7 separate regions of the Mus musculus genome follow, and all the other regions are linked to region 1. A link is a contact called in public ChIA-PET, HiChIP or PLAC-seq and promoter capture Hi-C data. All regions are on one chromosome and are shown on one strand. The core of a region is the stretch at or near the end of the contact, and the rest is flanking DNA. Distances in the headings are between cores, read along the strand shown. Region 1 holds the start of Cd3d (CD3 antigen, delta polypeptide). Region 2 holds the start of Hinfp (histone H4 transcription factor). Region 3 holds the start of Dpagt1 (dolichyl-phosphate (UDP-N-acetylglucosamine) acetylglucosaminephosphotransferase 1 (GlcNAc-1-P transferase)). Region 4 holds the start of Hyou1 (hypoxia up-regulated 1). Region 5 holds the start of Slc37a4 (solute carrier family 37 (glucose-6-phosphate transporter), member 4). Region 6 holds the start of Ccdc84 (coiled-coil domain containing 84). Region 7 holds the start of Upk2 (uroplakin 2).

Region 1 (3,964 bases), core at 960-3,459:
TTGGGAGCATAGCCCAATGGTAAAGACATATGAAATGCCCTAGATTTGATCTCCAGCACTGCATATATACATATATACATATATATGCATGTATGTATATGTACATATGTGTGTATATATGTGTGTATGTGTATATATATGTATATGTGTGTATATGTATGTATATGTGTGTATATATATATATATATATATATATATATACAGTGACTTGCATCTGGAATCTCATAACTTGGAAGGCTGAGACAGGAGAAGACCTGAGATAGCAAAACCAACCTAGGCTACGTAATGAGTTCCAAGACAACCTGGGCTATGGTGTGGGTGAGATTCCCATCTCAAAAAAAAAAAAAAAAAGTAGTTCAGTAATTCTGTCAGAGCAGAGGCATCTGGGACACAGATACTGTCACCAGAAATAACCTGAGGAGTTTCTTTAATCTTTGAGGAAACTTAACTCAAGTAAAACCCAATCTCCTTGAACAGAAAACTTTAAGATGAACCGGGTTTATCTTAATATATTTATATTATATTAATACAAGGATATTTTAAAGTAGATTTTAAGCATGAGTGTTAAGAAAGACACTCCAGGATGGCTTCCCAGAAAGAGATGCACCATCTATCTACTTTACAACAGCTGAATACACTGCTTGGGTGGGTCTTGAAGTTCTTGTCCCCAGAGTTGTTAAGAAACCTAAATGAGTTCACAGAATAGTATGGGCATCAAACAGAATTACAATGGATGGAACAAATGTTTAGAGTTGGGTATGCCAGATGCAGGAGCTCTTCACAGCAAACAAAGAAAGTAGTCGTATTTATGAGGCTCTTAGAGAATGTTCTAGAGAGGAATGAGGCCCTGCCCAAGGTCATACACAGTCCAGCCTTAAGCCTGACTTGTTGCTATTTTAAATAGCAGCATAGTAAAATACCCGTATCAGAAAAGAGCAGCTTGTAGACAACTTATACAGAGAACATTAATTGTGCTGAAATTCTCAAACCCTAGCTAGTTTCTGGGTTGAGCGGTTCCTGTCCCTCCTGTGCCCCTATAATTTTTACTGTCTTTGCCATGCTTGCTTAAGGAGAAAGGGCCACCAATATGTATCAAATCTGCTCCTGAGGCTCTAAGTACATCAAGTCTGGTGGGAGAGGTGAAAGGCTGTGGGCACAGTGAGCCTTCCCAGCCCAGAGGGCACTGCCATGCCTTATGTCTACAGCCAGCCTTCCCTGGAGTCTGTGTGTCTCTGAGCTTCATTACTTAGTTACTGATCTGAACAAAAGAGCACCCTCCAGAAAACTCCAAAATGGCTGCCCCTGCCTCTGAAGCAGGAACATATATGAGCATGCTGGAGAAGAGAGGTGTATGTAATTCTTCTCCTCTTAAAGTCCCGTCTTCTTTGGAGTTACGTCCAGTAGAAATCTCTGGTGGCCAGGACAGCTCTTAGAGTAACCATTTGACCCAGTTTTCCTGGGACGGCTGAGCTCTGAGATGTGAGCTTCGCAGTGTTATTTTGGAGTTTGTTTGGTTTGGGTTTTTTGCACTCCTTGAGTCCTACCCCCGTGTTATCTACCCAGCCTGCTTTTCTGTTTTAAAAGCAAACAAACTGAGAAAGAGTTGGCACTTAGGACTTACAGACTTTAATATAACATACCCTCTGCCTGTCCTTCCCATTCAGCTAAAGCTAACTTTTCTCTTAAAGATCGCTTCTAAATTCTGAGCCGAGCCGTGGCTCCGGGTGGTCACATGACCAAGAATCCTACTCCAAGAGGCCATTTGCCTTAGACGATGCAATGGGTATAACTTCATTACTAGTTTTAGGCCTAGGGACATACAATATGGAACCATTTCCTACAAATGTCTGGTCCAAGGAGTTTGGGGACACCATCACGACCAATGTGAGCCTTGACTAGAGCAGGTCAAAGCCGAATGCTTGTTTCCTATGCCCTAGCCTTGCCCTTTTATCTTCCCCAGCTTGGTAAACGAGATGCACTATCCAGTGGACTTCTCCCAGTGACAATGCCCCTCACGGGTCCATCCTCCACACAGCTGAAGAGGCCTCCCTTACCTTGGGGGAGAACAGCAATCAGTATCAGACTAGCCAGAATCCCGCTGTGTTCCATCTTCCAGAGGGAATCATGCAACAAATAGAGGCAAGCCACAGGATGATCAGCCAGGGTTAGCACTATCCTCCGCCAACAGACTCATGGGTATTCAGAAAAAGGAAGAGTGGGGGAGGAACTAGAAGAAATCTGCCTCTCTACCTTCTGCCTTTGATGGTGTAAGACTGTCAAAGCAACAGTGGGCTAGGTGTGGGGTAAAACACAAACAGGTGCAAACTGCTCTTTCTGAAGCAAAGATTTTGGGATGATTGATACAAAGCAGAGACTATGAGGAAAGTTTGTTCAGAATTCTAGGAAGTGTAAGGGAATTTAGAATAGCCTTTCCTGGTAACAAAAAACAAATAGCAATAGTCACTGGTAACAAACAAAGAAGATTTTGGGCTTCCTATGAACAATACAACTACATTTACTCACAAACAAGGAAGTGCCACCTCTTTAGATCCACTGAGAGAAACTATTACACAAGCCACATTAGCAGATCCTCTTGTTTCTGATCAGTCTCAGGACCCTTCACAGGACACTCTGGGACACCACATCAAGCTGCTTCTAGCCAGTGGGAAGATGGACTTGAGAAGCCCTCATCCAGACATCGGAATCCTAGGTCCAGCACATAGTACCCATGCATGGAGTGTCTCAGAGCTTGTCTCCCTCAGCATCACTCTAAGGATTGGGGGAGGAGTGTTTGCATCATGCCAGCCACATTAAGCCATCTCAGTATGAGAGTCTTCTTAACAATATAATCAATCCACTCATTTGTAGAATCGATCCTCCCCAGGAGACAATAGACTTTTCTACCATGTGCTGTGGGGATCTAACTTTCCACACTGCTATAATCAGAAGGTCATCTGTCTGGGGACAAAATTATCCTTTGTGCCTGGAATCACATAGGAATTCTGTGAATTTCTGTTATGCATTGACTGGCTAAAGGAGACAATAGCCTGAGACCCTGGAACTAGCCCAGGGTCATACACCAAGAAATAAGCTAGTTGTCCCGTTGGGATGTTCTCTTCTAGGTGGGTACCACTTAGATGTTCTCAAAAGAACAGTGTCAAAAATCTCTTAAGGAAGGTCTACTCTAAGATGCTTTTCCATTCAGAACTCCAGTCTCATACATGGAAAAGTTCTGCCTAAACCCATGAGTTCTGGGATCAAGTGACAAACAAGTCCAGACCTAGCCAGAAGAACAGGCAGGAACATTCATCACTGTCATCGAGAAAAAGGCTCAGTGGAGTCTTCAACCTATTGCGCATAGAGGTTCTAGTGGTAAAGGGGTTTCCAAGTGGGAATCTAGAACCTCATCCCCTGCCACCTGCTATCCTGCAAGCCTTAACAACAACAAAAGAGAAAACGAGATAAGTCAGAGCATCAACACCCCTGCTGGGGCCCCTGCTGCCCACACTCTACAGGAGAGGGCGGAGACACCTGGTATTGCCTCTACTCAGAGTCCCAGCTCAATGCATGCTGGGTGGAGCCAGGCCAGCTGCTGCACAGGCTGTCTGGGTGGCTGGGTGGCTGGGTGGCTAAGGGACTCTCAATACTTCTACTGGAGAAGCAAAGAGACTGACATGGAGCAGAGGAAGGGTCTGGCTGGCCTCTTCCTGGTGATCTCTCTTCTTCAAGGTAAGAGTTTACTTGAGTCTCTGACCACACTGGGAAGGCTCATGAGAAGAAGCTGTGAGCAGGGAGGCAGAGTTATTGGAATCCTTACCAACCTTGAGCTATCGTCACCTGTCATCTTAGAATTCAAAGAAGGAGAGGCAAAAGTGAAGCCTCCACCAGCTCTGTGCTGGGAAGAACCACGGGTCCAGAGGGCTAAACTGGCTGGAGAGAGGATTTCATTGCCGCCATCTTAGGC
Region 2 (3,964 bases), core at 1,072-3,571, 680 kb after region 1:
AAGCACCAAGTCCTCTTGACGAGGACCCTGGTTCAATTCCTGGCACCCACATGGCAGCTCACAACTATCTGTAATTCCAATTACAGGGAGGATCTGATGCCCTCTTTTGGCCTCTGCAGTCACAGCACACACATGCTGTACCCACATCCATGCAGCAAATACTTGTAGACATTAAAGAAGTAAATCGTAGCTAGTTGTAGTGGTGCATGCCTTTAATCCCAGCACTCGGAAGGCAGAGGCAGGCAGAGCTCTGTGAGTTCAAGGCCAGCCAGGCCTACACAGGATTATAGAAGTGAGGTATCATGACCACAGCTACATTCTCTTTCTCGAGACATTGCCTGTAGGATCTTTCTGCCTCCACAGCTGCAGCAGATTTGGGTTTACAGGCCTGTGAACACCTGGCTCAACTTGACCTATTTTTATGTTGTCTCTAAACTTTTATTTACATAGGACACAGACAAAATGATTTTTGAGGAAGTGTCTCTAGCCCAGGCTGTCTTGTCACCTACTATATAGTACCAGCTCCCGGAAACTGCCCTCAGGTTTTATGATCCTCCTTCCTGCCTCCCCTTCCCCTGCCCCTCCCCTGGGAGTACAAGTGTGTATGTGTCACCACACCAAGCTCATTGTGGTGGTTGGCTGTATTTTGTTTTCGGAGGGGAGGTCTCTCTCCCTGTCTAACCTTGGGTGGTCCAGGACTCACTATGTAAACCAGATTGGCCTTAAACTCAGAGGTCCACCTGCCGCTTCCTCTGGAGTGCTAGGAGTGAAATTATGTGCCGCCGCACATGGCATTTTTTTTTTTTTCGAGACAGGGTTTCTCTGTGTAGCCCTGGCTGTCCTGGAACTCACTTTATAGACCAGGCTGGCCTCGAACTCAGAAATCCGACTGCCTCTGCCCCTCGAGTGCTGGGATTAAAGGCATGCACTACCACGCCTGGCTTGAGCATGGCAATTTTAAATTCTGAATTTCCTTCACTGGATTGTGTGACTGTGACTGGTTTATAAAAACGAAGAAATAGGCGCAACTGGTCTTTCTCACTGGGTAGTGTAGACTGCACAGTAGTAAGCACAAATACAATATATCATAATAAGAAGAGTCAATTCTCAGGCAAAGGACCGTCTCCATTGAAAACACAAGAATGGCTAGTTACGTAATGGGAAGTGGGAAGGGGAGACTTTCAGGGGAAAACAAGTGGACACATGGGAAGTAAAAGGAGGCACAGTGTGGTGGGGAAACTGAAATTTGTGTCTGAGGTGCAGGAAATGAGGTCCAAGACGCAAGATAGGATTTGAGGTAGGCAGCACCCAGATGCTGGCGTTTGGAAATTCTCCATTTGGTTTGGGGCCATTGTACTGAAGGCAACAGAACGCCTTTGAATATTTTACACAGAATTCTGACTTGATCGAGTCTGGTTTTGTTAAAGATCACTTTGCTGGGCTCTGTGAAGGATGTCTTGTAGAGAAATTAAGCACTGGGGCATGTTAAATGAGTGTGGAGTTCTGGAATGGGTGTCATTCGTCGAACAGAATGGAAGTGAAGATAGAGGAATATGGATGATCACGTGTTAAAGAAAGTAGACTTCGGCCGGGCGTGGTGGTGCACGCCTTTAATCCCAGCACTTGGGAGGCAGAGGCAGGCAGATTTCTGAGTTCCAGGACAGCCAGGGCTACACAGAGAAACCCTGTCTCGAAAAAACCAAAAAAAAAAAAAAAAAAAGAAAAAAGAAAAAAAAAAAAAGTAGACTCCGGGGCTGGTGTGTGTGTGTCTGTTGGTAGAGCATTTGTCTAGCAAGCAGAAACCCTTGAATGAATCCCCCAGTATCCCTTAAACTTGGTGAGGTGGCGCACTTAGGCAGGTGGGTCTCTGTGAGTCCAAGGTCAACCTGGGGTACGGTACATAAAACAGAGAAGACTTAAGAAAATCAAAGATGAAGGTGGTGCCCCAGTGTAGGCGAACTACCTAGACAACTAACCGAACTACAAACACCGTGAGGAAGATGACAGACAAGGCCGGCCAAACTAGGCGCATGCCCAGTGGGTGGTCGGCGCGAGTTTGCGCAGTAGTGGGAATTCAAGCCTCAAAGCTTCCCGCCTGCGCACAGTCGGGAGCAGGCCCAACCCACTTTTGAAGGTGACGCGAACTTCAGCCACATCCGGTCGTCCCTCACTCTCCCCCTTGGGACTCGGAGCCCTCTCCGGGACGATTCCCGCCTCTTCCGTGTTTTGGTGCGCACGGGCTCTGACAGACGCAGCGGCCATTGGCTGTCGGTCGACTCGAGAGCGGCGATTGGCTGTCGCTGGTCGTCGCTCAAACGCCTCGGGGTAGATGGTGTGAGGTGGGTGGGGCGCTGGGCAAACCAGCGGCGCTGGCAGGTGAGTGGAGGCTTGCGGCTCCCGTACCTTGGCGGCTAAAGCGGCTCTCTCCGGAGCCTGCGGAAGGCCGGGCTTCCTGGAGCCGCTCGGTGTGGCGTCCGTGCCGGCCCTTAGCCTCCGCGCCCTCGGGCTAGGGGGTCTCTGCGGCTGGACTCCCTCGGCACCACGCTTGACGCCGGGGATCCCGGGAAGCTCTCCCGGATGGGCTACTTCCTCTGAGTTCTAGCTACCTATCCTCCGGCCTCAGCGCCCAGGCGAGGCTGCCCACCGGCCTTTTCGTGTCCCGATCTCCCTGGTCCTGCGCCTTGGATTGGTTGCGGGGTTCAGCCGTCAGATCCTGGTCTGTGAGTCCTTGTTTAGGACCTGGGCCTTTCTTCTGGATTGTGGCTCAGAGTTCATTGGTGCCTGGCGATAGAGTATATACTCTCCTGATAATTGTTGATGGGATGGTTTTGTACTTTGACTAGTGATGAAATGTCAGGTAAGGATCCTGGGGGGGTTGGATGCTTCTCCATCCCCTAATTAACACTCAGAAACAAGGCTAGATGTAGCAAACCCTTAGTGAGCCTCAGTAGTGCATTAGGCCCATATGGCTTAAGTAATTTAAGATCACAAAACTAAGGAGTTTCGTTTTATTTTCCTTCTCCATCCTTCTGACTTCCTCTTCAGACAGATACACCCTTAGACATAATGTGATGTCCGTGGTGGCTTTCTTTTTTGTGAGACCATCTTAACTTTGTGGCTCTGGCTGTCCTGAAATTCTCAAGAGATCCTGTCTCAAAGACTGGCAACGCCACCCTGTTCCCCACCACTTGATTAGTGGTGTGAGCATATGTGAGTGAATGGTGGTGGTGGGGTTCCTGGGGTCATATTCAGGTTGTCAGGCTAGTGTGACAAGAGCTGCTTTCCCCCACTGAGCCATCTCACTTCTGCAGAATTGTCCCTTTAATGTCCCTCCTAGAAATTTTGCATCAACCTTTCACTTTGTTCTCGTTCTTTTAAACTACATACTTATTATATACTTTTGTTTTGTTTTGTTTTTAGAGACAGGGTTTGTCTGTGTAGCCCTGGCTGTCCTGGAACTCACTTTGTAGACCAGGCTAGCCTTAAACTCAGAAATCCGCCTGCCTCTGCCTCCCGAGTGCTGGGATTAAAGGCGTGCACCACCACGCCCAGCTTATTATATTCTTAAAAATGTTTAGTAAAGTATAGACACTGGAGTGTAAACAGGGCTCCTTCAGTCAAATGGAATCTACATTTTAACGTTAAAGGAGTAGTGGGATCTAGTATTGTGTGGGCAAAGCAAAGACAAATTATGGTATTGAATGCCTGACGGAAAATTTAACGTAATCCAGTAAGGAGTAGAATGCTTCAGGGTCATGTAGGCTATATGAAATAAGAATATGAACTTTGGGCTCAGCTTCAGCTTATCTATAAATGAGGTTTAAATGATGCCTGCCTCATAGTGTTACTAATAACATGATGCAAATAAAATGCTTAATATGAGGCTAGAGGTGGCTCAGTAAAGTACTTGCTTCACAAACCTCGGGAGGCCCTTGGTTTGATCTGCAGAGCCCACATTAAAAAA
Region 3 (3,964 bases), core at 385-2,884, 650 kb after region 1:
TATGACCCTGTTTTGTTTTTTTGTTTTTGTTTTTGTTTTAAATACAAAACAGAGACAGGAAAAGCTTTGATAATAAGTCTTAGTGCAAGCATGACTTCCTTGAAACAGGAAGGAAATAAGAGATAGGGAAGAAGGAGGGAAAAGAGAGAAAGTAGATACAAGGACAGAAAAGAAATGGTTGATGGGGATATGGACCACCAGGAGGGGTCCTCTATTGGGACCTCAGAGGCAAGGGTACCAGAAAGTAGGTGCCACAGGGGCAGTAGTGGCAAGGTTACTCACCCAAGTCCAAATGCAGGCCCAGAATCCAGCGGAAGGGCTTGGGCACCACGATGGTTGTATTGCCAAAGTTTGTGAAGTAGACCATGAGGAGAGGTAGTGAGGCAGCTGTGGGCAGCAGCAGCTTGTGGCGCCAGCGGAGATTGAGGACATCATCAGCAAACCCCAGGAAGATCATGCAGCAGATGGCAAGGAGGGCACCTATTAGGGCCACAAACTGGGGGAGAAGTGGGCACGTAATGACTCACACCTACTTCTACTCTGTCAAGAATTCCTGTCTTTTCCATTTTTTTTTTCGGAGTTGGTGATTGAACGCCGGGTCCTTGCACATACTCACATACTGAGAAAGCGCTCTACCACCGAGCTATATCACCAGTCCAAGAATTCCTGTCTCTATGGTTGTGGCCACAAGCATCCTTTTCCCAAATCCAAATAACCCCAACTCAAGTGCCCGGCCCCAGCCAGCCCGCTAATAACTTCCCCACTGGTGCACTTACTTCATGGTGGGGGAATGCCTTACACTGCTCCTCCACGAAGCAGTTCAGGAAGGGGAAAGGGATGAAGCAGAAGAGGATGATAAGGAAAACAGCACCGCTGATCACTCCCTGGGACTCTGGGCTGCGGCCCAGCGGGAAAGGGTGGAGGAGGAAGAAGAAAGGGGCGTGGTCACTCACAATAGTAGGGGTCCCAGTAAACCAAAGTGGCCTTCTCAGGATTTTGTTTGTTGGGGAGTAGGGAGAGCGTGCACAGGGCAAAGGATACCTACCCCTCTACAACTCCTGACACCCAACAGTTCCATTCCGTCCTTCCCAAGGATAGACAACTTTAATGACCTCCCAGAGTTCTGGGTGCCTAGGTTAGCTTTCCGGCTAGTGCAAAGCCAAGCATCTCAGTCCTTGCCCCTGTTCTGCACAATCCTGCCCCCCCCCCCCCCAACCCAGGACACTCGCGTGCGGTTACTCACATCTGCTGCTGGCTGAGCTTGTTGAGGTCCTGGCCACAGAGGCGCGCGGCGATAAAGTGGCTACGGAAGGCAGGGATGAGGGTGACTGTAGCCACGAATCCCAACAGCGAGCCGATCAAATTCACCAGCAGCGGCAGCGGCAGGGGCAACTCCGGGAAGGCCCACATGGTGACCCTCCGGTGGCCGCCGCCCCGCCGCCTACTCAGCTAACTGGTAAGCCAGGAACAATCCCGTGGCCTCGGCAGCCGGCAGTGCGGCTCCCAACCCGCAGAGGATTCCGGCGCCAGCGGGAACAAAACCCAGCTAGGACGCTAGGACCTGACCCTCCCTCCTGACCAGCAAGAAGCTCTTAGGAAGCAACCTCGGCTCTGCCCCGCTGCACCTACCCATTGTTTCCACCCGGATCTTAATTGCGAAAGAACTATCGCTGCTGAAGACCGAAGCACCATTTTTAAAACGGGCACTGTAGCCGGACCGGTAGTGTTATTTTAAACAAAGCTTTAGTTCTAAAGGAGTGGTACCATTAGCGTTTTTGAAAACTCAACTGAAGAAAATACAAGAACGTGGATACTCTCGAAACAATCATATTGTGCAGCTCAGAGTGGAAATAGGCTTTGCCCAGTTCCAACATGAACGCTTCCTCGTACCACGTGGCTGACACCGCTAGTTCTGTGGTTCCACGTCGTCTCCCTCGCAGGTCGGGTTTAAAGGGCTAGCAGCCTGAGCTTAGTCTGGGATGCCCTGGGGCTGGAAATATGGCTACTGAGAGCTGGCCGTGGTCAGGAAGAATGAGAGTGTGGAAGCACACCCGCTCTTTGCAGGAAAACTGTTGCCGACGTAAACACTGGTTCCAGAAACTCAGGAACAATCTGGAGGGTTTTTAAAACCTGGGAAGCTCAGACACTCGAAAAGCCCCTCCCGCCCTTTTTCTTGTTCATGATCCAGGTACTTTTCCCACAACCCACCCACCTTCTGCCTCCACTATAGCAGTTTGTTGCTGGGCAACCTACCGCTGCATTTCGCCAGGAGGAAACTGTTTGAGCTTTCAGGTCTTCGATTAAAGCAGGGATTAAAACTTGATGTTGGATCACAGCACTGTGCCAACGCTTTCCAAATAGACAGAAACCGACGCATTGCAAATAACTAACGAGGCAGGAGAGCTTGTCCATACCTCCAGTGAGCTTGTGGGTTTCCTCCCAGTCAAGTTTCTTCCTCCCAGTCACTTACTTGCCTTTTGACACCTGTACACGCTAGTAGTACAGCAGTTCACTGGAATATTGATCCCTTAGGTGGCAAATGTTTTCCTCAGAGAGGAATCCACCACAGAGAGTTAGGGAGTTGACAATAACATGGCGTTTTGTCCATCCCCTTTTGAATTACAGCATACTCCTAGAATCAGGGTGAAGTTGACACTACTTAGGTCAAAGAATTTCTTAAGGGCTGGAGAGTAGGCTCAGTGGTTAAGTCTGCTCTTCCGAAGGTCCTGAGTTCAAATCCCAGCAACCACATGGTGGCTCACAACCATCCGTAATGAGATCTGACGCCCTCCTCTGGTGTGTCTGAAGACAGCTACAGTGTACTTACATATAATAAATCTAAAAAAAAAAAAAAAAAAGCCGGGTGGTGGTGGCCCACGCCTTTAATCCCAGCACTTGGGAGGCAGAGGCAGGTGGATTTCTGAGTTCAAGGCCAGCCTGGTCTACAGAGTGAGTTCCAGGACAGCCAGGGCTACACAGAGAAACCCTGTCTCGAAAAACCAAAAAAAAAAAAAAAAAAAAAAAAAAAAAGAAGAAGAAGAAGAAGAACTTCTTAGGTTCCTTTTTCTGAAAGTCAGGTATTCAATGTCCATTCAACTTGGAGATGGCTCTTATTAACATTAAAAGCCCCATCTATGTCCCAAATACACTTTACTGGATAGTATAGTAAGTTTTGTTTTTCTTGTATGTGTAACACATGCAAGCCAACATCAGGGAGGCAAATGTTTTCCTCTCCTCTGGTGTCCCCTGAGGCATAGGACACAAAGAGACCTGTGTACCAGGCATCATCATGCATGATGAGTGAGTAAAAAAAAAAAAAAGAGAGAGAGGGATTGGAGTGCACGCGGATGTGAGAGGGAGGAAGGGAGGGAGGGATATTAGCTCACAACATTTCCATAGTTGGAGGGGAAGGGTCTTCCAAACTGGGAGGCTGAGCTACACAGAGCAGGTGGGGGGGAGGAGCTAATGAAATCCCCAGAGGAGGGAGCATTCAGCTATCCTGTTGATCAGGAGTAGCTGAGACTCCCTGGAGGTGTGAGGGACAGTCTGTATCTTTATTTATTTTTTTATTACTATTATTTTTATTTGGAGGCCAATTCTAATCAAGCTTCTTTTCCAAGCTGGCTTAAAGCCCTAAAATCTCTTTGTTTCTTTCTTCTCAGAGACCACTATCTCATCCACCAGCCACCTAGGAGGGGTGAGAACTTGTTTAAAGACCAGGCACTAGGGATTTATGTGTCTGGTCCATCAGAAGAGGATATGTGGATATTTGTCATATAATCTGAATCATTTTGCTTCCGGGGCGATAGTGCTCCACCTGGCTCACTTGGAATGTTGTGGCTTTCCTGGTAATGGTTGAAAGCATGGGCCTGAATCCTGAAGTGGTGTCTCTGGAACTCCCGAATCTGCTGAGTTGTCCTGTTTTCCCTGTGCCGAGTAGAGAGCACACAACTCAGCAGTCTTG
Region 4 (3,964 bases), core at 887-3,386, 600 kb after region 1:
AGTCCCACTGCCACCAGCACCACCTTGATGCTCACCAGCAAAATCTTCAGCCAAGGAACGGGAGTAGTTCAGAACCATGCCCAGTACCTCCTCGGGAGAGAACTGCAGCTGCCTGAGGGGAGGAGGAGGAGGTGAGGTCCAGGAAGGCAAACACCAAGCCCAATAACCACGGACACATGCGCCAACAAGGGGCTTCCTTCCCACTCTGGACACTCACGGACTGATCTGGAAGCGCACAGTCTGCCTCTGTGGGTCAACAATTAGCTCATGTTCTGGGAAACGGGACCGGTAAAGGGCCACATGAGGGTTATCCGCCTGTTTTCCAAGGAGGTGCTGGAAATAACGGAGCGTAGCCTTTGGGTTCTTGATGGCCTGAAAGGAGGAGACCCAGCCAATTCTTAGGCCCAAACCTACCTTACCTTGCCTCTACTTCATCCAGCTAGATAAAAGGCTAGCCTCTGAGGGAACGAATCTGGCTAGGGCTGTTACTCACCATGCCGGCTGCACTATCACCTAAAAACCTTTCATTTTCTTTCAAGGTCACAGTCACTGGAGTTTTCCTCCGAGATTCCCTAAGAAAAAGCAGCATTAGCCCAGCTGCCTGCAGCAGACTATGAAGCCAGACGCCACCAGATCTCATACGGGGGCTCAGCCATCACAGTCTGAAGTGGGCACTATAAATTATAAACACACCCCTGACCCAGATCTACTCTTACTTGTTCAATACAATCTCCATGGGCACTCCAGGCTTGACAATGGCCACCTTCATGGATTCACTGCCCAGGTCTACAGACATCACAGCCAATGTGTCTGAAGGGAAGACAGAATGTAGGTTTCTCTGTCAGTTCTCTGCTTCCCACACCCTCCTGCCTTCCTAAGGCAAATCAATGGAAGCAGCCTGCTTTCCATGGCAAAGACAAAGAAAAAGGCTAGATCCAGCAACCCCAAACTCGAGTAGGCACCTTGTGCCCTCTTATCCTTCCATTCTTCTTTAACACCTTAGCCAGGTACATACCGCTCAGTGCCAACAGGTCTGCCAAGAGGACAGCCACCAAGGCCCAACAGAGTAGCCTCCTTGGCCTCTGCCTTCTTACTGTGGCTGCCATTGTGACCCTAATGGGAAAGGAAAAACACTTGTAACTGGATGCTGAATGAAGAAGGAAACAGAACCACATCCCAGAACAGACAAGCTCAAAGATTCTTATCTGTTGCACTTTGGCAAAAAAGCACAGCAGCTCGACCTCTTCTCTTCCTTCCTGAGGAGTTTCAATCATTTTAAACATCCTCCCAAGTGTCTCACATTCGGGCCGAAGCAAAAGGGCCCTCCACCACTTACTTAGACAAATAAGAGTTGACCTTTTTTCGGTCTACGTACAGGTAAGCAATCGGCACACCACAGCACTGTACCTGTCAGACACCTGGAGCTTGGCCAGGACCCTCGAAATCGGCTCAAATACCTCACACCTGGGGTTCCCGGGTGGCCGGGAAAGCCAGGTTGAGCTTGGGCAGGAACTGGAAGGTGATGACGTTGGGGATGGCTGGCACAGAAGGGTTTGTCCCCTTCTCTGAATTCCCTGAGCATTGTCCAGCCCACCCTCCTTGCCCATCCCACTCCTGGGCCACGCTGCCTACGCAGACGTTGTGCAGGCTAAGGTTACAAGCCGGGTGGATGTTCACCTAAACCTCACCTGACGAAGGTGGAAGATCCCACTCCCAGAAATGGATTCAGGCCCACCCTGAGCGCGAGGGGGCAGCTCAGCGCCTGAACTTCAGGACCGAAGGGACCGGTGTCCGTGCGGCCCTCGCTCCGGCTACCGGCCCGCCCCCGAAGCTAGCACGCTGCCTCCCCTAGGAGCCGCGGCCCGACGGCTGCTCCATCCTCACCCCCGCTCCCTCTGGCCTTCAGCTCCTGTGTCCTTCGCTCCGGGATCAAGGCGGCGAGGACGTACCCACACGGCCAGCAGCACGACCCCAACCCCGGGCCCTTCACAACTCCCCTTCGTTTGCAAACTGTTACAGTGGCCACCAACCTCTCAGCGGCGTCTCGCGCACCAGCCGGCCCCGGACGCGGCGCACGCTCATTGGCGCCCCTGCCGCTCGGCCCTGCGCCGCGCACTTAGCACCGCCCACGAGACCCGGCGCGAGACCCCATTGGTCCACGTAGAAGACCCGCCCCTCTGCGGCCCCGCCCCTCGAGGACGCAGCTGGGCCTGAGTACCGGTTGGGACGAAACTGCCAGAGCTGGCTGCGGATTGGGCCACGTCACGGTTCGCGGCCGGGTTACTCCTCGCGGGACTTCTGCCAGCATCGGTGCCGGACGCTTCGATGCGGAACCCTAGCGGAACCCCGCGTGGGAGCAGGTGCTCTCGTGGATTGCGAAGTCCTTGGCCTTCTTCCGGTTACCTGGGGCATCCGCGCGACGGAATCATACTGAGCTGCATTCGCTGCGGCGACGCGGAAGAGGCGCATGCGTGTGCCCTGGACTTGGGCAAGATAACAGGGGACCACTCCAACTTTATGGGTTCATTGAAAAACCTAAGCCACAAGAATGATGTTCGCTGATGGGCCGGAGATAAACCGTGTTTGTGACGGATTGGCTTTAACTCTGAACCCCAATAGTACGAGAGACGATATTGCAAACTAAAAAATAAGACTTTAATTGGCTTGACCTTTGGTACCGTCATTGTTTCTTCTTAGGAATGGTTCAGGGCTGGGAAAATAGCTCAGAGATACAGCTCTTGTCTGGCGTAGTTAAGGCTCTGGATTCCATCAACAACACCGTTCAAAAATTAAGAAAAGAAATGAGTATTCGGGCTGGTGAAATGGCTCAGTGGGTAAGAGCACTGACTGCTCTTCCAAAGGTACGGAGTTCAATTCCCAGCAATCACATGGTGGGTGGCTCACAACCACCCATAATGAGATATGATGCCCTCCCTCTTCTAGTGTGTCTAAAGACAGTGTACTTACATATAATAATAAATAAATCTTTTTTTAAAAAATGAGTATTCATGTGATGTAAAGATTAGGAACGGACTGGTGGTGGTGGCCTTAATCTTAGCACTTGGGAGGCAGAGGCAAGCAGATCTCTACCTGCTTGAGGCCATCCTGGTCTACGGAGCAAGTTCCACAACAAACAACCAAGGCTACCCAGAGAAACTCTGTCTCAAAAACGAAACCAACCAAACACACACACTGCTACCCAGAGAAAAGATTTATAAATAAAAGTAAGTCCCCTGACACAACCTCCCACTCTTATCTGTAGCATGATATGTAACTTCCTGCTCATTATGATACACATATCTCTTTCTAGAAAAGTAACATTTTTCGAACAATAACAAAAAAAGCAATTATTTGCTATTTTTCAACTAAGAATTTTCTGTGTCAGTGGGATTTCCCTCGTTACTACTGTACAACATTGTGTACAACAGTGCATAATGTGGGCTTTATCTGCCAGTGATAGATGTGTAAGTTGTCGATTCTGTTGAGTTTCGCTTTTTTCATTTTGTGTGTGCTGTACACACATATGGCATTTGTGTTTGTGTGTGTGTGCTGAGTCCAGAAAAGAACATTAGATGTCCTGCTCTATCAATTTCTGCCTTATTTATTTTTTTAGACAGGGTCTCTCATGAAACATGGAGCTAGGCTGGTGCCCACCAAGCCCCAGTGAGTTTCCCTACTCCAACCTCAACAGCACTGTGATTACAAGTGCATAGGGCCTTTTAAAATGCGAATATTTTCCTCTGAACTCAGGTACTCAGGCTTGTGCAGGACACCCAACATCTCTCTAGTGCACTCCCCTTTTCTCTCCCTCTCTCCCTCTCACTTCCCCTCCTCCTTTCCCCCCTCTCCTGTTCCTTTTTTAAAAATATTTTTTTATTCATTCATTCATTTATATGAGTACACTGTAGCTGCCTTCAGACACACCAGAAGAGGTCATCAGATGGTTGTGAGCCACCATGTGGTT
Region 5 (3,964 bases), core at 574-3,073, 580 kb after region 1:
CCCACCCAATCTCCATTACCATTCCTTCGCCTACATCCAGTGGCAAGCACAGGGCAAGGCAAAGGCTAGTCCTAACAAAATCGTGCGGAGCCAGGGGCAAAGGAAGGTGCTCTAGGAGTCAGCTTGATAGAGGCTTACCCTTTTTGCCCTTGGAGGGGGCAGGGTCCAGATTTCGGAGTCCAACATCAGCAGGTTCATTGTGGATAAGCAGCAGACAGAAGAAGGAGACAACCACACACAGTGCCCCAGACAGGGCCAGTGTGCTGCGCCAGCTGTAGCTCTGGGCGAGGATCGTTGCCAAGATAGGTCCCAAACTTCCAGCCAGGTTCATGCTGGTTGACAACACAGCCCACCAAGTGCCAAACTGGGATGGCTCAAACCACTGTGAGGCAGAGGGGAACAGAATAGGTGCCTGGCTTAGAGGCCACACAGAAGGAGCAGCTCGAGTGTGGCAGACCTAGACACTCACATTACAGGGATGAGGGAAGAGTGCTTCTACTTGGCGGAGCCCAGTCCCTCGTCTGCCACCCGATCCCACCACCCTCAGGCTCCTAAAATATCCCAACAGCAGCAGGAGCTGGCAGGGAACTCCTAAGGAACCTGCTATGGGTTAGGGGTGGAAGGGTTGTGTAAGAAGAGGTGCTCCCAAGTGCCCACTGGGTGCCCTCCCCCTCAGGCTCATCAGATGCACTCACCTTCCTCAGGATCTTCCCACAGGGGGGCCAGCCCAGCCCCTGTGCCAGACCATTAAGAAACCAAAGAGCAGCAAAGGCTGACACTGTGGAGCTCCATGAGAAGACTACGTTGACCAGACCAACCAGGAGCAGCCCAGAGGAGAAGAGCCAGCGGGCGCTCATCTGATCTGACAGAACCCCGCTCACAAACTTGCTGATGGCGTAGGCTGCCGACTGGCTGCTTGTGATGAGCCCTGCAGCGAAGGGGAGCAGGGAGCAGGACACCTGAGGGGTTAGGGACAGGGCAGAGGCACAGGAGGGGCGGAGGAAGGTAAGGGGTCAGGTGTGTACAGGTGCCTGGCAGGGTGAGACAGGTTCCTTCCCGGATTTGACACTCTCCTGCCTGCTGAGCCGTGCATCACAGGCCCAGGCTGACTTGGACCTTCTCAGCCTCTTGGATTTCTTTCTTTCTTTACCCCTGGAATATGCAGTTCCCACCTCACTCTGAATGCTCGCCAAAAGCCCAAACACGTCTGAATGCGAAGGACTCTAGAGTCAAAGATCTTATTCCCCCTGGCAGGTAGCACGCAGGACACATCAAATCATGGTGCTACTCTCCCAGTGTTCACCGTGACCTGCAGGTGCAGCATGCACGAACAGGTGTGAAAACCTTGCTACCCGCTCCCAGTAGCACCTCCTGGGCACGTGTGGGTGCCAGGCATATACACCGGCTAAGCACTGGTTTCACATGTACACCCACACCCAGGCACATGGAGCTCAGCCTCTCCACCTGATACAAGCTTGAAACCCCCCATGCTTGGACAAACCATACTCCAAATGGTGTATCCCACAGCCCACCACCCTGCCCTTCCATGGCTTACCCAAATCGTCCTTGTCCAGAGCGATCTCATCCACCAAGGAGGGCATGACAAAGGAGAAGGTTTTGCGGTTGAAATAGTACAGGCTGTAGCCTCCAAACATGGCCGCAAATATGACAGTGCGATAGTAGCCGTAGCCTTGGGCTGCCATGGTAGAAAAAGCTGGCCCTGCTGGCCCACTCCAGTACTTCTGACCACAGATTCTTGACTGCTCCTGCTTGCAGCTAGCTCTCTTTAGTGCCTGGATCTGCTGAGCTGTGTTTTTCTGTGCGCTTTCTCTCTCCTCCACCCAGGCTCTTTATAGCCGCCTTCTGGACAATCATTAAGCCTGGGGCAGCAACCAGGGAACCCAGTGTCCTGAGAGAGACAAGAAAACAGGTTACTGAGAGCCAAACCGGGGGAGGAGAGGGTCCCCAGGACTGCTTGCCCTTCCCTCCTTTCCCAAGTCTTCTTGCCTGTGAAGCCAGCTGTGATTAAAGGCTCAGCCTAATTACTTTTGTCTGCACAAGCCCAGGGGAGGCTCGGGTAGGATGAGCAGAGCAAGCTCTCAGTATAGCCCTACTCCCTTGGTCAATGAACTTTCTCATTCTCTCAGGTTCCTTTGCGGTGCCAGGCTGCCGGACATTGTGAAAGGCACTAGATCGGTTCCTACCCCCCAGGTTCATTCAATCAACCACATACCTTAAAAACAACCCCACACCCACTGCTGAGCCTTCACCAAATGCTTAGCACACAATGGAGTACAGTTTCCTAATAGGTATCCCCTTCATTGGGGGATATATTTCTTGAACTCCTCATGGTGGTAGGGAACAGCGCATACACTTTCCTTATACACACAGTGATAAAAGGTAGATACATAAATTAGACCTAGTAAGTAAATAGTAAAACACAATGAGGCACCATAGTAAAAGTTTCTTAAAGCCTATCGTTTATTTCTGGAATTTCCCATTCTCCTTTTTCCACTAAGGCTGGCCTCTGTCACTGAAATGTGCAAGGAACAACAGTAGGTAAGGAGCGAGATAACTGCAGTAGTTGCAAAATTAAACGGGGGGACAAGCCCCTCAGTTCACCCTGCAATGACACGCAGAAGGCGCGCCTAGGGCTTAGGTCTGGATGAGACCCCCTTGGAACTGCCTCTGGATCCCTATTACCCTGCGACATCAGTAGGGGGTCCGTACTGCGGGGCTGTGGGTCCCCGAAGCACGCCACCGCAGCTTTCTGCTCCGCTGCACAGCCGCTGGAGCACAAGGCGTAGGCGAGAGAAGCCGCACGTAGCCTCGGGAGGCCCCTCGCTCTGGCAGCCTAGGCTCTGCCAGTCAGGATGGGCAGGCGGCGCCGCTTGCCACCTGCCGAGCACCCCGTGTCCTCAAGCCACCCGGGACACCCGACTCCTGGCTGGGAACTGCGGGTCCTGGGGACAGGAGCAAGAGAGCTGCGGAGACTGTGCGCTGCAGCCACGAGGGCACCGCATCTGCAAGAGCGCTGTCCCTGGGCCGTGGAACTGTCGCCATCCCGGAAGGGCAGTCACCCGGACAGCCTCCGGCGTAGTCGGAAGTCAGGGGAGCCCCAAGGTCCCAGACTTGCCCTCTAGTCCCGCCCTCACTGACGCCCCTCCTTCGCATGCCACCCCTACCTGGACGGAGGCGGTAACCCCTAGTGGGATGGGGCGGGACTCGAGTAAGGCTGGTGCGCATGCACAGAGTTGGGCGGACTACTGTCCACCCTGGGATGGAGACGTCATCCTGCCTGTCAAGCAGCTTCCAGTGAAAGGACAGTGCCGCTTATAGGCTGAGCACCACATGACCTATTACGTTTCGTCGATCAGTGTCTATAGAGTGCCTCCTGTTAGGGTGCAGATTCAGGAAACTCCCTGAATTGTAGAGGCATGGTGTTTTCTCTGGAAAATAAATTCAGCACAATTTGGAGTTTTAATTCGTGGTCAGATTAGTCGGAACAGAGAAAAAACAATATAGTCTCATCATTTAAAAGACAGAATTCCGACGAAACCTCGAGTTCTTTAAAAATCTTTTTAATGGTCATGTGGTGTGTATGTGTTGGGTGTGTATGTGTTACCGTAGGTGTGGAGTCAAAGGACAGCCTGGAATACTACTTCCTTTGAGACCGGTCTCCCCTTTCCCCCCCTCCCCCTCCCTCTCGTTTTTTGTTTTTGTTTTTGTTTTTTTCGAGACAGGGTTTCTCTGTGTAGCCTTACCTGTACTCACTTTGTAGACCAAGCTGACCTTGAACTCAGATTCTACTGCCTCTGCCTCGTCTCCTCTGAGTGCTGGGATTAAAGATACATGCCACCATGCCTGGCTTCAACCTCATGTTCCAGTCCTTGAACCACTACTTTGTGGAGACATAGCTTGGAACCAGGAGGGTGATCCTCCTGCCTCTGCCTCCAAGTGCCTA
Region 6 (3,964 bases), core at 999-3,498, 560 kb after region 1:
GCCCAGTATCAAAAGAGAAAAACTGGCAGCTCTTCCACAGGACATCAGTTCAATTCCTAGCACCCACTTGTATGGCTCACCCTTAAGTTGAAATCCTCAACTTGACCCCTGCCCCGACATGGTTCAGCAAATTCCATTTCTTCTCTCTCCCTCCAACCCCACCCACTCAGAAAACCTCTGAGCAGATAAACACCAGAAAGGTCCAGTCCAGCATTCCTGACAGGTGCCAAGTCGCCCTGAACACCACCTACCCTGTCCTCAACCCCAATCGGCGCCCACACCATAATCTGCCTCCAACCTCTTCTGGTGTTTCGAGCCCTGTGACTGGTGAAGTCATTAAGGGGCCTGTCCCCAAATAAACCTGCCTTTTTACTCTTAATTTTGCTGAACTGGCTTTTTTTTTTTTTTTTTTTTTTTTTTTTTTCTGAGACAGGATTTCTCTGTATAGCCCTGGCTGTCCTGGAACTCACTTTGTAGACTCAGAAATCCGCCTGCCTCTGCCTCCCGAGTGCTTGGACTAAAGGTGTGCGCCACCACGCCCGGTGTGAACTGGCTTATTTCTTTGGTGGAGAAAAACTTATCACTCAGTGTGTAATTACAGTTCCAGGAGAATTGATGCCCTCTTGTGCCCTCCAAGGGCACTAAGCTTTCATGTAGCACACATATACATAAAATAACAATTAAAAACTACAAAAACCTGAGCATTGTTGCTTACATTTAGAACTGCAGCACTCAGAGGCTGAAGCGGGAGGATCTTTGTGAGGTAAGAGGCTAGCTCAGGTGCAAAATCTTGGTAAAAGGGGAGGGAGAGAATGAGAGCACACTCATGCCGGACAGATGGTTCAGTGGTGAAGAGCACCTGCTGTTGCGAAGATCCAAGTTCAGTCGTCGGGAGCCTAGGGATCCTACAAAGTACCGCCTCACACAAGAGATGCATTGGGAAAGATACAAGAAAAAGATCGTCTCTACCCAGGCAAAAAGCAGCAAGGAACCACATACGAGGCAAGCATAATATAGAATGGGATTGGCGGGGCACTTTCCAGGGTAGTTTTTGATTGGTGGGATTTTATGGTCTGATCTTGGGCAAACTCCTGGATTGGTGGAATTTTGTGACCTGCTCTAGGAGCAAGCTCAGTGATTGGTGGAATTCTGTGGCATGTTTTTAGGGTAAACTCAGTGATTGGTGGAATTCTATAGTCTGATTTTTTTGGGACAAACTCAGGGATTGGTAGGATTTTGAAGCCTAATACAGGATTTTTTTTTCCTTCCTGCCGGGTGGGGCTTGACTACCTGTATATGCAGGCGCTGGAAACCTGGCCACTCAAGGAACTTAATTGTAAAGATGCTGGGTTTTGTTTCACACAAGCCAAGTTCAGGTGGGAAATGAGCATTTGGTAGAGGAGACTGGCAGGAAAATACTATCAAGTAAGCTTAATTGCAGAGACCTTGGGAGCAGACTGCTTTGAGCAACTTTGGAACAAATGGGGAAAAACATATTGGGTCTGACCTGGGCGGCGTATGACATTATTCTTGTAATGGCGATAGAGCATGATTCACTGTAACCATTCAAGTTTTCAGAATTAGATTTCCCAGCCAATGCTCGGAGAAATGACTTACAGAGAATATTCTTGTGCAGAACACCTTTGAAAATTAAGAATATCACAGTCTGCCGGGCAGTGGTGGCACACGCCTTTAACCCCAGCACTTGGGAGGCAGAGCCAGGCGGATTTCTGATTTCGAGGCCAGACTGGTCTACAAAGTGAGCTCCAGGACCCTTCCTCGAAAAACCAAAAAAAAAAAAAGAATATCACAGTGACTTAGACCCCTGCAGGTCTCAGGGAAGCTGGAGGGGCTGCTTAATACACCTCTCTAGCTTTCCTCAGAGGTCCTCATTTCTTCAGGAGTAGATTTTTTTTTTCCCATGTGTAAAATGCCAATAATCTCACACCACAAAGCATCGACGTGAGGATTCGGTGAGGTCATTAGCACAAAGCACGGGGTCACAGTGTGCGCCCTGAAATTACCAGTTCTGCGTTGTTACGCTAAACTGGGTCTTTGTCAACGCCTGAAAGTGTGCGATCTGAGGTCCTAACTGGCGTGCATTCTTTCTCGTTCTTTCACAAGCTGCCGGGTTTTCTGCGGGTGCGTGGGAGGTGGGGGCCCGGAGTGAATATTCCGCGCAGCCGCAGAACGGATTGCAATAGCGCCTACTGCCTCTAGGGGAACCGGGAGCTCCTAGGTCGCCCCGCCCCGTCCGGCCCGGAAGGGTCAGGGGTCAGTGGGTGGTGACGAGCCGCCGCTGTGTGGGTGTTCCCGGGTCCTGGGTCTATGGCGCCACCGCAGCGATGTCCTCTGTGTCGGCAAACTTTCTTCTGTGGTCGCGGTCACGTCTACAGCCACAAGCACCAGCGGCAGTTGAAGGGGGCTCTGGAGCGGCTTCTACCGCAGGTGCGGACCCGGGGCTGGGGAGGCCAGGAATGTGGGCTGGTTTCAGGGTCCTAGCTGGCTTCTGTCCTGCAGGTGGAGGCCGCCCGCCGGGCCGTCCGCGCCGCCCAGGTGGAGCGCTATGTCCCCGAGCACGATCGGTGCTGTTGGTGCCCGTGCTGTGGCTGCGAAGTGCGAAAACACCTGAGCCATGGCAACCTGACAGTGCTACACGGGGGTCTGCTGGAACATCTGGCCAGGTGACAACTGGAAAACACCCACCTCCCCCGTACAGACAGAGAGTTGTACACACGTGTGGCATGGGAAGTTGAAATTGGGGAGAAGGAAGGTCGACTTTGTGACTTAGTTGGGTTATGGACTGAACTACCTGGCCAACCGTGGAGTTTAGTGGATCTTAGCCCTTCCACGGTCCCAGTGGTGTGGGTGATCTTTCTAGAAAAGCCAGGTTGCTCTCCTCTCACCACCACCACACACTTTATTGGAAGAAAGGAGTCCCAAGATAGAGGTCTTGAAGAGGTTGGTATAAACAATCCTCTTCTCTCTGCCAAGCCCACAGAAGCAACCCAATGGCCAATCTGCATTACTTACCTAGTGCTCTGACATTCGGTACAGTTTTACTCTCTTAATGACTAGCTACGATTACTCTTTCTCTCCATTCTCAGCCCAGAGCACAAGAAAGCCACCAACAAATTCTGGTGGGAGAACAAGGCCAATGCCCAGATGAAAGAGAAGTTTCTGATCTCCCCCCAGGATTATGCACGGTGAGTTACGTGTTCGTGAGTTATCCAGGTCTTTGTCAGGCACAAGAGCTTCTTTTTTTTTTTTTTAAAGTGGTTTTTTTTATGCCATTCTTTTTTTTTTTTTTTTTTTTTTTTAGATTTATTTATTTATTTATTTATTATATGTAAGTACACTGTAGCTGTCTTCAGACACTCCAGAAGAGGGAGTCAGATCTCGTTACGGATGGTTGTGAGCCAACATGTGGTTGCTGGGATTTGAACTCCGGACCTTCGGAAGAGCAGTCGGGTGAGCCATCTCACCAGCCCCACGAGAGCTTCTTTAAATTGGGGAGTTCTGAGGGAGTGTGATGGTCCACATATGTAACCCCAGGACTAGGGAAGCAAAGAATGGATCCTTGAGCAGCCAAAGCCAGTTGAGGCTACAGACAGAACCTTATCTCAAAACAAGAACTAATTGGGGAAACTCAACTCCAGTGTGTTGGTGACCATTTATAGCTCTAGTACCCAGCTGAACCAGGTTAAGGTCCAGGCCAGCACATGTGGTTATGTTTCAGAACACCAAAAATAAGTAAATGTATTGCAAAGTCCAGCAGGGATTTCCTTATAATCTACTGCTATCTAGTGTTTTCATGGTACTTTTTATCAATATACCCTCCAACTTCTGTAGTGAACAGAGCACACTAAAGATGTGATGGCTGGGTTATGGCGCTGTAGGCCTCTAGTCCCAGGTGTTTAGAAGGCTGAGGCAGGAGGACTGCTAGGCTCAGAGGTCAAGAGGG
Region 7 (3,964 bases), core at 712-3,211, 530 kb after region 1:
GTGTGGATGTGTATGAATATGTGAATGTGAGAGTGCATGTGTGTGTGTCTGTGTGTATACGAGTATGTGTGTGCATGTGGATAAGTGTGTGTGTGTGTGTATGAGTATGTGTGTGTGTCTGTGTATGAGTGTTTACACCAATACAGCATCTGCTAACTCCAAATGTGAGTCTGTGTCTCTGCGTTACCTGTAAGCGTCATAGGAAGTTTTACGAAACCATGAGATGGCTCAACAGGTAAAAGCTCTTGCCACCATGCCTGACATTTTGGTCCCCAGAAGCCACATTATGAAAGGAGAGAGCCAATGCCCACAACTTGCCCTCTGACCTCCACATAGACACTGTGGCACACATATGGGCACACATATAAAATAATAAATGCAACTTTAAATTTTTGAAAGAAATTAAGTTTCGGGTTTTACCTCAGACCCACTGTATCAGAAGCTACATCTGAACCAGTTTCCTGATCGTCCATTGCACAGTAAATTTGGAGATCGTCTGGTGAGAGTTCCTCCTGCTCCCAGCCGGAGCCCCCAGGTTCTGTTGTCTTCTACCCCCTACACACATTGCAGACTTTAAGTCCACCCAGCATGGGGGAAAGGACAGAACCCCATCAGCCCTTCAGTGGCCCCCACTTTTCCACTAGGACCTTTCTCTGGGGTTGGGGAAAATGGGTGGTTCCTGGAGCAGACCCTGACGGTCTGAGCTCAGGTCCTATCGAGTTCACCTAGCTGAGACACCCACACCCCTGCAGCCACTTTGCAGTGACAACCTGAGTCTCAGGTTCTGCATCTATAAAAAGCAGTGCCTTTCAGGAGGGCATGCAGAGCCCCCTGGCCAGCGTCTAGAGGAGAGGTGACTGAGTGGGGCCACGTCACTCGTCCATGGCTGGAGAACCTCCATCAGTTCTCCCAGTTAGCCTGGGGCAGGAGAGAACCAGAGGAGCTGTGGCTGCTGATGGTGTTTCTTCCCCAACTGTTGTCCCAGGCATCGAACCCCAGAGCGACCTGCACACAGTCCACCGCTGAGCCACACCCCAGCCCTCCACCTCCTCTGCTCCTGGTTACAGGATTGTTTTTGTCTTGAAGGGTTTTGTTGTTGCTACTTTTTGCTTTGTTTTTGTTTTTGCTTTTTTTTTTTTTTTTTTTTAACATAAGGTTTCTCTTTGTAGCCCTAGCTGTCCTGGAACTCACTCTGTAGACCAGGCTGGCCTCAAACTCAGAAATCCACCTTCCTCCCAAGTGCTGGGATTAAAGGCATTCGCCACCATCGCCCAGCCCCTGGTCTTGTTTCCTAAGGTTTTCCTGCTTTACTCGCTACCCGTTGCACAACCGCTTGCTGTCCAAGTCTGTTTGTATCTACTCCACTGCCCACTAGCCTTGCTGGACTGGACCTGCGTTTACCTGGAAGCCTTCACTAACTTCCCTTGTCTCCACCTTCTGGAGAAATCTGAAGGCTCACACTGATACCCTCCGCTTCTCCCAGAGTCGCAGTTTCTTAGGCCTCAGTTAAATACTAGAATTGGATCTCAGGCTCTGCTATCCCCACCCTACCTAACCAACCCCCTCCTCTCCCATCCTTACTAGCCAAAGCCCTTTCAACCCTTGGGGCTTTTCCTACACCTACACACCAGGGCAATTTTAGAACTCATGGCTCTCCTAGGAAAACGCCTACCTCCTTGGAGACAGCACCCTCTACAGTCCAGGAGGCAGACACTCAGACAGAGGAACTCTGTCCTTCAGTCGCGGGAGTTCCAGAAAGAGCCATACTCCCCTGCAGCTAACTAAGCTGCCAGGACCCAGCCAGAGCATCCCCCTTTAGGCCCGAGGGCCAGCTCCCCAGCCTGAAAAACCTGTCTGGGGCCCCTCCCTGAGGCTACAGTGCCCAAGGGGCAAGTTGGACTGGATTCCCAGCAGCCCCTCCCACTCCGAGACAAAATCAGCTATCCTGGGGCAGGGCCTCATTGGCCCCAGGAAACCCCAGCCTGTCAGCACCTGTTCCAGGATCCAGTTCCCAGCGCAGTATGGCATCCACACTGCCTGTCCAGACCTTGCCCCTGATCCTGATTCTGCTGGCTGTCCTGGCTCCGGGGACTGCAGGTCTCTATTGCTGGTGGGAGCGAGGAGGGTTTCAGAGCGCTAGACAGGGAGCATTGTCTCCCCAGGGCTCTCAAGGACAGAATGTTGGTCTAGCTGGTTGGGGTTGAGAGTTACTAGTGGTAGGGATCAGGTGACAAATTCCTGGGCTTCTTCCAGATCCAGGAGTCAAGAAATTTGGGTAAGTGTCCAAGGTTTGTGTGAGTTGGGCGAGACTGGGGACTGACTGGGTGCCATGGTCTAGTCTGGGTGCCATGGTCTAGTCTGGCTCCCAAACAGCGCGGCGTACCCACCATCTGCAGCTCAAGCCTGCCATCTGGTGGTCAGATCCACACGCTCCTCTTCTGTCTCTGCACCCTTAGCAATGACCACCCACCCACCCCGCCAGCTCTGAGTTAAGAGGGGGCTAACTCCTGAGTTCCCTCTCGGCTCCCTAACAGACTTCAACATCTCAAGCCTCTCTGGTCTGCTGTCTCCGGCGCTAACAGAAAGCCTGTTAATTGCCTTGCCCCCATGTCACCTCACGGGAGGTAATGCCACATTGATGGTCCGGAGAGCCAACGACAGCAAAGGTAGACCTCCCTTGTACCCATTTATTCTACTCGTCGTAACCCCTCTTAACGATACCCAAGAGCTGCCCGTTCTACAAGAGTGGACTGCTAGAAATCTGATCTTGCCTTTCACTCCTATTTCCCCTCAGTGGTTAAGTCAGACTTTGTGGTGCCTCCATGTCGCGGGCGCAGGGAGCTTGTGAGCGTGGTGGACAGTGGGTCTGGCTACACCGTCACAAGGCTCAGCGCATATCAGGTGACAAACCTAACACCAGGAACCAAATACTAGTAGGTACCGATGGACACCTGTGGAGGTGGGATGCAAAAAAGGGAAGTGGAGGTCCCGTGAGGGTGGGGAAGTGCCAGGAAGCATGAGTTAGAGAGGGCACAGCTAAAGGGTAGGAAATGTGAACCTGGACCCCAGGAGGGCCCAGATGGGACACATAGCTAGAAGGTGGAGGCTGGAACCCCTCCTCCCGAGTGCCAGATACGTACAATCTCTGCTTTCTCTCAACTCCTGCCTCTAAAGCATATCCTACCGAGTACAGAAGGGGACATCCACCGAGTCCAGTCCAGAGACTCCCATGTCCACGCTTCCTCGTAAGTAAAATGCCCGTCTCTCACACTTCCCTAAGCTCCGACTTTTTTCTCCTAGAGCAAGTTAGATAAACTGTTTTCTGAGCGCTCAGTCGCTCTCTCTCCCCCGCCCCAACCCCCCAGTATTTGGTATGGCCACCTCCTGTCCTGTTCAATCATCTCTGCACTAGAGGTTCCTTGTGCAGAGGGATGATGTCCTCCTTGGTGGCTCCTAAGTGTTGCTGTGAGGGGGGTCTATGTTTGCTTGACTGGTTGGCTGGATGACCAGTTGAACTGATGCTGGCGGCTACTTGGATGGCTGGGCTAAGCTGTGAACCACAGGAGCTACCTAGGAACCCCTTCAACTCACAGAGGTTCTCCCATCTTCTTCTGACAGGAAAAAACATGGAGTCTATTGGGTTAGGAATGGCCCGGACAGGAGGGATGGTGGTCATCACAGTGCTGCTGTCTGTGGCCATGTTCCTGTTGGTCGTGGGTCTTATTGTTGCCCTGGCACTGGGTGCCCGCAAATGAGAAGGGCTCTCCTGCATCCCAGGCTCCTCCAAGAAGTCCAGCCTGCCTCCTGCCAGGCTGTAGTCACTGGCTTCTCAGTGGCTTTTCTTCCCTCTCCCCGCCCCCTCCTCGAGTCCACTCCTGACAGTGCCCCCTCCCTGCTCCCTGTCTCACCTTGCAGCACTCCCTGCTAGCCCCACTGCAATCCTGCCAACACTGATTTATCTCTT

Evidence for each region. ChIA-PET counts read pairs in DNA pulled down with a chosen protein or histone mark. HiChIP or PLAC-seq counts read pairs in DNA pulled down with a chosen protein or histone mark. Capture Hi-C pulls out chosen DNA fragments and counts their contacts.
Region 2: a contact with region 1 is called in an H3K27ac HiChIP or PLAC-seq map of regulatory T cell precursor, with 5 times the contacts expected there. The contact joins the promoter of Hinfp here to the promoter of Cd3d in region 1. A contact is called at or near these places in 1 of 39 promoter capture datasets (liver), 1 of 484 Hi-C or Micro-C datasets (CD8 T cells) and 1 of 115 datasets of contacts at active chromatin or transcription factors (regulatory T cell precursor).
Region 3: a contact with region 1 is called in an H3K27ac HiChIP or PLAC-seq map of thymic regulatory T cells, with 6 times the contacts expected there. The contact joins the promoter of Dpagt1 here to the promoter of Cd3d in region 1. A contact is called at or near these places in 2 of 115 datasets of contacts at active chromatin or transcription factors (memory CD8 T cells and thymic regulatory T cells) and 1 of 9 other capture datasets (adipose tissue).
Region 4: a contact with region 1 is called in an RNA polymerase II ChIA-PET map of memory CD8 T cells, with 110 read pairs. The contact joins the promoter of Hyou1 here to the promoter of Cd3d in region 1. A contact is called at or near these places in 4 of 115 datasets of contacts at active chromatin or transcription factors (bone marrow-derived macrophages, effector CD8 T cells, memory CD8 T cells and 1 more).
Region 5: a contact with region 1 is called in an H3K4me3 HiChIP or PLAC-seq map of the SCID.adh cell line, with 9 read pairs. The contact joins the promoter of Slc37a4 here to the promoter of Cd3d in region 1. A contact is called at or near these places in 2 of 115 datasets of contacts at active chromatin or transcription factors (the SCID.adh cell line and effector CD8 T cells).
Region 6: an H3K27ac HiChIP or PLAC-seq map of thymic regulatory T cells shows a contact between it and region 1, with 4 times the contacts expected there. The contact joins the promoter of Ccdc84 here to the promoter of Cd3d in region 1. A contact is called at or near these places in 2 of 39 promoter capture datasets (the 3T3-L1 cell line and hippocampal neurons) and 4 of 115 datasets of contacts at active chromatin or transcription factors (the SCID.adh cell line, effector CD8 T cells, memory CD8 T cells and 1 more).
Region 7: a promoter capture Hi-C map of pancreatic islet shows a contact between it and region 1. The contact joins the promoter of Upk2 here to the promoter of Cd3d in region 1. A contact is called at or near these places in 5 of 39 promoter capture datasets (hippocampal neurons, liver, pre-B cells and 1 more), 1 of 484 Hi-C or Micro-C datasets (cardiomyocytes), 1 of 115 datasets of contacts at active chromatin or transcription factors (the SCID.adh cell line) and 1 of 9 other capture datasets (pancreatic islet).

What each region holds. Positions count from the first base shown.
Region 1 is chr9:44,980,031-44,983,994 of GRCm38.p6, reverse strand. It overlaps Cd3d (CD3 antigen, delta polypeptide), which reads right to left and starts at 2,209. Exons shown (of 5, transcript NM_013487.3): 1 at 2,055-2,209. The coding sequence starts at 2,109. It overlaps Cd3g (CD3 antigen, gamma polypeptide), which reads left to right and starts at 3,564. Exons shown (of 7, transcript NM_009850.2): 1 at 3,564-3,729. The coding sequence starts at 3,675.
Region 2 is chr9:44,304,028-44,307,991 of GRCm38.p6, reverse strand. Hinfp (histone H4 transcription factor) reads left to right here and starts at 2,321. Exons shown (of 10, transcript NM_172162.3): 1 at 2,321-2,376.
Region 3 is chr9:44,324,485-44,328,448 of GRCm38.p6, reverse strand. It overlaps Dpagt1 (dolichyl-phosphate (UDP-N-acetylglucosamine) acetylglucosaminephosphotransferase 1 (GlcNAc-1-P transferase)), which reads right to left and starts at 1,634. Exons shown (of 9, transcript NM_007875.3): 1 at 1,244-1,634; 2 at 777-897; 3 at 283-496. The coding sequence starts at 1,410.
Region 4 is chr9:44,377,662-44,381,625 of GRCm38.p6, reverse strand. Hyou1 (hypoxia up-regulated 1) reads right to left here and starts at 2,136. Exons shown (of 26, transcript NM_021395.4): 1 at 2,031-2,136; 2 at 1,016-1,113; 3 at 717-810; 4 at 494-572; 5 at 218-372; 6 at 36-112. The coding sequence starts at 1,106.
Region 5 is chr9:44,396,213-44,400,176 of GRCm38.p6, reverse strand. It overlaps Slc37a4 (solute carrier family 37 (glucose-6-phosphate transporter), member 4), which reads right to left and starts at 1,823. Exons shown (of 8, transcript NM_008063.3): 1 at 1,556-1,823; 2 at 696-928; 3 at 139-382. The coding sequence starts at 1,703.
Region 6 is chr9:44,416,353-44,420,316 of GRCm38.p6, reverse strand. Ccdc84 (coiled-coil domain containing 84) reads left to right here and starts at 2,248. Exons shown (of 11, transcript NM_201372.4): 1 at 2,248-2,448; 2 at 2,521-2,684; 3 at 3,108-3,206. The coding sequence starts at 2,329.
Region 7 is chr9:44,452,764-44,456,727 of GRCm38.p6, reverse strand. Upk2 (uroplakin 2) reads left to right here and starts at 1,961. Exons shown (of 5, transcript NM_009476.2): 1 at 1,961-2,097; 2 at 2,535-2,666; 3 at 2,795-2,933; 4 at 3,175-3,245; 5 at 3,619-3,964. The coding sequence starts at 2,022. The coding sequence ends at 3,755.